Regions from separate parts of the Sus scrofa genome. Here region 1 is linked to region 2. A link is a contact called in public Hi-C data. All regions are on one chromosome and are shown on one strand. Each heading gives the region's core, a stretch centred on a gene start, on an enhancer-like site or on the middle of the called end of the contact. The rest is flanking DNA. Distances are from core to core; before and after follow the strand shown.

The links. A called contact is a pair of places that touch in the nucleus more often than the background predicts.
Region 1: a Hi-C map of omental adipose tissue shows a contact between it and region 2, with 2.2 times the contacts expected there. The contact joins the enhancer-like site here to the promoter of SNAI1 in region 2. A contact is called at or near these places in 3 of 5 promoter capture datasets (fetal skeletal muscle and liver), 27 of 47 Hi-C or Micro-C datasets (adipose tissue, alveolar macrophages, blood and 14 more) and 2 of 2 datasets of contacts at active chromatin or transcription factors (alveolar macrophages and skeletal muscle).

The regions. Positions count from the first base shown.
Region 1 is chr17:51,608,443-51,611,965 of Sscrofa11.1, forward strand. No RefSeq gene overlaps it. Among named protein-coding and RNA genes, the nearest start is that of UBE2V1, 54 kb to the right of the region's middle. Within about 2 kb of position 2,144, at least 10 of the 83 cell types and tissues checked have an H3K27ac peak or open chromatin away from gene starts, as enhancers often do. A contact at or near this core is called in omental adipose tissue, where this site is marked.
Region 2 is chr17:51,545,144-51,548,276 of Sscrofa11.1, forward strand. SNAI1 (zinc finger protein SNAI1) reads left to right here and starts at 1,303. Exons shown (of 3, transcript XM_021077961.1): 1 at 1,303-1,497; 2 at 2,277-2,804. The coding sequence starts at 1,416.

The DNA of each region.
Region 1 (3,523 bases), core at 894-3,393, 64 kb after region 2:
CCCCACCCTCTGCACCCACCCCCGCATCCTGGCCTGTGTGTGGCCCAGTCTCACCGCTGCCGGTTTTCAGAGCTCTAGGCCTTGGAGCAGGTCCGAGCTGGAGTGCCCTGCAAGAAAGGGGGCTCCTCGGAGACCCCCAGAGCGGCCTTGGCTCCGGGTGGTGTGGGATGTGGGGGTTGGGGGGGGTCCCGACCCACTGATGAGAACTCCAAACGCTCCCCAGCCCGGGCTGCTAATCGCTTCCAGATTGGCCGGGTCAGGGCCGCCGCCGCCGCCTGGCTCCATAAACAGCCCGTCGCTCCAGATGGCGGCTGGCTCCAGCCTGGCGAGCAGGTTCACGGGGGAACTGGGGGGTGGCAGCAGGTGGAGGACCCCCACCCCGCCTTGTTGGGGTAGGGGTGCCCCCCCCAGCCCAGCTGACCTTGGCTGCTGCTCACTCCTGCGGCCCTGAGTCAGGGACACTGGGCCAGAAGGGTCTGGAGAGGTTGAACCCATTGCTCAGAGGAGAGAAACTGAGGCCCAGAAGAGGCAAGGATGGTTCCAGGTTGGTGGTTGACAGCGGTGTGAAGGGGCTCGGCAAAGGGGCTCGGCGAATCCAGCGCAGAATGAGGGTGCAGTGAGACCCAAGGAAGGGAGGGAGGAGGGAAAGAAGGAGGGAGGGGCATTATGGCCTCCTGGCTTTTAGTTCCTGAGGGAAAACATTATTTTTGCTCTCTGGGCCTCAGTTTCTTCATCTGTAAAATGGGGGTGGCTAGAGTATAGACTTTGTTGGATTGCTGGAACAGTGACCTAGACCTGGCTCTGGTGACATGCTGGGTGGTATGTGGGCTGTGTACCAGGTAGTGGCTCAGTTCTCTCTCTCTCTCTCCCTGAGGCTCCTTTGATTCCTGCTTCTCCTTCCCCCACTAGAGCACAATGGCCTCCTCCAGGAAGGCGCCCTGACTTCCACTCAGACCTCTCCCTTTGTGCCAGGCCCCGTGCCCTTTCTGGGGCCTCTCTCAAGGGCCCTCCCCAACTCCATGGCATGACTGGTACCTGTGCTATTGCCCCTCTGGCAGATGGGGAAACAGAGGGTCAGGAGGTACCTAATGTCCCCACCCCCTCATCCCTGCAAATGAAGAAACGAGGGCCCCAGTGCCAGGAAAAGGAGGAGCTGGGTGTGCACTGGAGCAGCTTCACCTGGTCCAAAGTCAGGAAACCTGGCTGCTTCTCCTGCCCCTACCCACCAACCTCTTGGCACAGGAGGTGAGGCCCCACGCCAGTCCTGGGTGGTAAGCCCTGGGGAAAGGGGTGGGAAGCCCTGGCCTGACTGTCCACTCCCCTGCAGTCTGGAGCCCAGGCTGGCCCTGGATGTCCCTTGGGTGGCTGGAGAGTAGACTCGTCCCAGGGGAGAAGGCTGTGGGACAAGGTGAGGGCCTTGCTCTCAGAAGTGTCCCTGCTCAGCTGAGTAGGGATGCAGCTCCTTGACAGCTGAGTCCCCATTTTTCCACCATCTTAACCCTTGTACCCAGCACAGAACACCCTCAGTACAGCTTTGCCGAATGAGTGACTGAAGCGTCATAATATTGAGCTCTTATGGGCCAGGCACTCTTCTGAGCAAAACTTAGGGTAACTTCTTTAATATTCACATAAACTGCTGGGGGAAGGACTATTTTAATTCCCATTTTACAGAAGAGGCTCAGAGAGGGTGAGTGCCTTGCCCAAGATCACACAGCCAGAGCTAGGATTTGAACCTAGGTCTCCTAGCTCCAGATCAGACACTTTTAACCATATGTATCCCTGCCAGGGTGGCAGTAAACCTGAAACAAGGTTGGTACCTGGCACACAGTAGGTGCTTTCCCATGCACCCCCACCCCACCGCCTGGCGCCTGGATTCACATTTCGGCCCAGCCTCGAGGTCAGCGGCCCGTTCTGCCCTGTGCTGGGAGGAATGTTCGTGGTGGCCTCGGCCCGGGTCCGAGAAGAAAGGCAGCCTTGTGGGCGAAAGGTGAGCCGCTGGGTGGGCGCGGGCCTGTTTACCCAGGGCCGGGCGTGTGGCTCGGGGTGGCGCCGCTGTCAGCCGCGCCGGCTGCCCCGGGCCTGTGCTGGCCTCCAGATGTGAGCTGGCTCCAGCCGGCCGGGCCCCCCCACCCCATGCACAGAGGGGCTTTATCAAAAGCGGCTGTGAGGAGGCCCGGGAGGCCGCCTGGCTCCAGCCTGCTGGCTCCACGCCCCGGGCCTGCAGAAGCCCAGCGAGCGAGCCTGGACTCCTGTGCCCAGGGCTTCATCTGCTCCCCCGCCAGCTCCGCTGCTCTCCTTGGGGGCCTCTGGGGGCCCAGACCAGGGGTGAAGCCCCCTGTTCCAGGAAACTGGAGCTCCAGGAGCAATCTGGAGGGGTGATGATGCAAGAAAACTTCTTTGAAATTAATTTTCTACATCTCTGAGGGGGAAGGTAACGCACACAGAAGAAAAAAAAACAAAACACGAAACAGTCAAATTCAAGGGTGCTAAGTGAGTAGCAAAGACACTCGTGGGAAGAATAAATTGCGGGTTTAGAACGGAGGTTCCTGTGAGCGGGGAGGAAAGTACCGGGAGGGGTCACTGAGGCCCAGTTCTCTCCACATTTTCTTTCTTGGGTTGGTGGTGGGGATGTTATTCTTTATGTTTTCTTTGTTGGCTTGAACTCTTTTGTATTAATAAATAATAATAACTGGAGGGAAAAAAAAAGAGAAAAAGCCAGGACTTCTTCCTGTTTCTGACCCTTAGCCCTGCCCCCGTTAAGAGTGTCTTCTGGGAGGTCTATAGTGACAGCTGGTTAAGGATCTGGTGCTGTCACTGCAGGGGCACGGGTGTCACTGCAATGCCACAGTTGCTGTTGTGGCAGGGGTTCGACCCCTGGCCGGGGGAAATTCTACATGCTTCAAAAACAAAATAAATCTGGTCCTTTCTAGAGGTTGTCTGAGGGTCCACAAACAAATCCGTATCTATTCTCTTTCCTATTTTGTCTTTGTTTTACAATAGTATCAAGATATACATTGGAGCGGTTTTTACTCAGCAACATATCCCAGGCCCTCCCTCTAGCCCTGTTCTTTTTCATAGCTGCGTAGTATTCCACCCTGGGAAGTCACCTCAGCTTATTCTCCAGGCTCTCCTTGAGGAACATTTAGGTTGTTGCCTGTTTTCACTACCACAGACCACACTGAGGTGGACCTCATCCCCATACGTGGTGTCTTTGGGGACTTAAGCAAGTATTTCTTTTTCTTTCTTCCAGGCAACATGTATTTTCTACATGATCAGCTCTAAGCGGAATCTCAGAGATGTCATATTTACTCTTCACGCTAATTCGCCCCTCCTGAAGCTGGTTTCCTTGTGTCAGCTCACCAGCAATGCTGCTGACAAGGAAACTGAGACCCAGAGCCAATCAGCTGTCCTGCAGGGTGAGCGGGAACAGCTTCACCAGGAGCTTGTTAAAAAAACAAGCCCCAAACCTCCTTTCTTTGTTTCTCTCTGAATGCAAAAGAGAAATGTGTTCGTTGCAGAAACT
Region 2 (3,133 bases), core at 53-2,552:
CTTCACAGGTGGGAACAAGTTGGGTGGGGCTTGTGGATTTATCTCTGTGCCCCATCTCTCCCTCAGGCCTGGCATAGCTCTCAAAGTTGGTGGGCTCACAGGAACGCTGAGCGCAAGGGTACAGCTGTCCCCACATTGAATCAGTCAGTGCCCTCCCACCCCCTGCCCCAGGTGGAGCCCAGCATTAGGTCCTTCAGACAGTACTGCTGACCCCAGACAAGCAAAGAGACCATGGCAGCCCCTGCCTTCCCTTCTTCTTTTTCCCACCTGCCCAGTCTTTCTCAAACTCTCAACAGGTCCCTCCTCAGCTGAAAATTCTTCCTTGGCTCCCCAGTGCCCTTGGGGCAAAGTCCAAACTCCTCCAGGCCCTGGACGCCCAGCAGACCTGACCCCTCTGCCCTGCACCCCACCCCCATCCCTGGGAGCTGCTCTCAGCGGCTCTGAAATAGTTACTGATTCCTACCTCAGGCCTTTCCCCTCAGTATTTCTTCACTTCCTCTGGGAAGCTGCCCCCGACCCCCTGTCAAGTGACCCGCCTCTTGACTGTCACAGTGCCCTGTGGTCTCCCCCTCCTCCCCCCATCAAAGCACACTTCCCTTTGCATTGGAATTGTCTGTTTACTTCGTCTGTCTCCTCTACCGGACGGGGTGCTACCTTTGGGCAGAGACCCTGAGTGTTTTGTTCAGGGCTGTATCCCCAGCTCCAGGAACAGTGCCTGGCACGTTAGTGGGCACTCCGCAAACATGTGATAATTGAGGGAACGGATGCATTTTTTTCTAGATGATGCCCGTTTGCTTTGCAGAAAAGGCTGTGGCATTGCACACGGCCAGCAGCCACCTGAAGGTGTCCATTGCCTATCTCCCTCCCTCGTCAATCCCACGCTCTTTGCGAGGCACCCTTCGGGCAAAGGAAATTTCCCACCCCTTCCCAAACCCGAGGCGGTGGCGGTTTTTTCGGAAAGTCAGGTGCCCAGACCCACGGCGCGTGGCGCCAGGGGGCGCCAGAGGCGGGCGACTGTGCCACGCTGAGCTGGCGGGCGCACGGGTCCCGAAGGGGGTCCGGCTTAGGCCGGGGTTCCTGGCGCCACGCCTCCGGCAGCCCGCAGCGGAGCGAGGAGAGCAGCGCCCTCAGCCCGGCGTCCCAGTTGCCCCACCCGGCTCCCAGCGCCACGCGGCGCGAGCCCCGCCAGCCCCAGGCGCACCTGCTTGGGGCGTGGTCTCCGGCGAAGGCCCTCCTTGATTGGTTTGGAGGTGACAAAGGGGGCGTGGCAGCGCTCGGCCCCCGCCCACACGCTGGTGGAGTACTTAAGGGAGTTGGAGGCGCGTCTCCACTCACAGCGCAGCTGCACGGCCTTGCGGGTGGAGGGCCTTGCGATCCCTGCGCGACCCCGTGACCCCCCCGCTGCTTCGGCCACCATGCCGCGCTCTTTTCTCGTCAGGAAGCCCGCCTGCTCCCGACGGAGGCCCAACTACAGCGAGCTACACGACTCTTCTCCAGGTGAGTGGATGGGGTGCCAGACCCCCGGGGGGTTGGGGGGAGCACTCGGTGAAGGCTGCTTGGTGCGGGGGCGGCATATGAGGGGAAGGGACTTGGGGTCAAAATCGAGGGCCCAAAGTCGAGGGCCCAAAGTCGAGTCAAAGGATACGGCCTGGAGAAACGTGGAGAGGGATGTGACTAGCCCCGGGCAGGTGGATCTGGGAGATTGGGAGAGGGCTTTTAGAGGGCGGTGGTCTTGGGCTGAGGGGACTTTTTAGGCGCCGAGAGGCGGGGAGCCCCAAGAGCACTGAAATGGGGGGAAGAGGCTTGTGTCTGGATACCCGCCGGCCAGTGTCTGGGAAGAGTCCGGAGTCCAGAGGATTTGGGGGGAGGGGGCAGGAGGAGAGACGTGTATGGAAGGGGGTCTGGGACAAGCGCAGTGCCTCGGCAGCCGAGGCGATTAGGGGCCAGGGTGCTGGGGTCTTTCCTCAGGCTGGGGACTTGGTCAGCTCAGGAGGAAGGAAACCTAGGAATGACCTCCCTGAGCTGGAGGGATCCTTCCTGTAAGATCTGGAAGTTGAGATGGAAGAACGGGTGACCTGGCTGAGGAGTGGGCTCTGCCAGGGCAGAAACCTGTCTTTTACTCATTTAAAAGCAGTAACCCTCTCTTATTCATTTAATAAGCACGGAGTGCCAACCCCACTCAGCCCCTGGCCCACATCAGGCAAATGTTTGCTGACTGACAGACTGACTGACCAACTTAATGCCTAACTTTGCCCTTTTCTCTGTCTCCCCACCAGAGTTCACTTTTCAGCAGCCCTATGACCAGGCCCACCTGCTGGCAGCTATCCCACCTCCTGAGGTCCTCAATCCCACCGCCTCACTGCCCACGCTCATCTGGGACTCTCTCCTGGCACCCCAAGCCCAGCCGATTGGCTGGGCCTCCCTTCTGCCCCAGGAGATCCCCAGGGCTGTCGAGCTGACCTCCCTGTCTGACGAGGACAGTGGGAAAGGCTCCCAGCCCCCCAGCCCACCCTCACCGGCTCCTTCGTCCTTCTCTTCCACCTCAGCCTCCTCCCTGGAGGCCGAGAGTTATGCTGCCTTCCCAGGCTTGGGCCAATTGCCCAAGCAGCTGGCCGGTCTCTCCGTGGCCAAAGACCCCCAGTCTCGCAAGGCCTTCAACTGCAAATACTGCAACAAGGAGTATGTCAGCCTGGGTGCTCTCAAGATGCACATCAGAAGCCACACGCTGCCCTGCGTGTGTGGCACCTGCGGGAAGGCCTTCTCCAGGCCCTGGCTGCTGCAGGGCCACGTCCGGACCCACACCGGTGAGTACCCTGCAGGCTGGCTGCCTTTCTGACCCTCCCATGCCTTCTCTGCCAGCTCTTGCCAGACAGGGTGTGCTGTTTTCTGGTTGTAGAAACTGAGACCCCCAGTCTCCTGACTCACGAGTTCAGGGGCCTGACTCTGAAACCTTTGACGGAAACGTTTCTTCATTCATCAGCCCAGATGGGCTGAGTAGATAACTCAGTTCCTCAGCCAAATGGGTTGGAGCTGGATATGGGAAAGGTGTAACCAACACCTTGCTGTTGGGACCAGGTGTGAAGGGGCCCACCCTGCTCCACCCTCCTCCAGCCCACCCCCACCCCCACCCTAG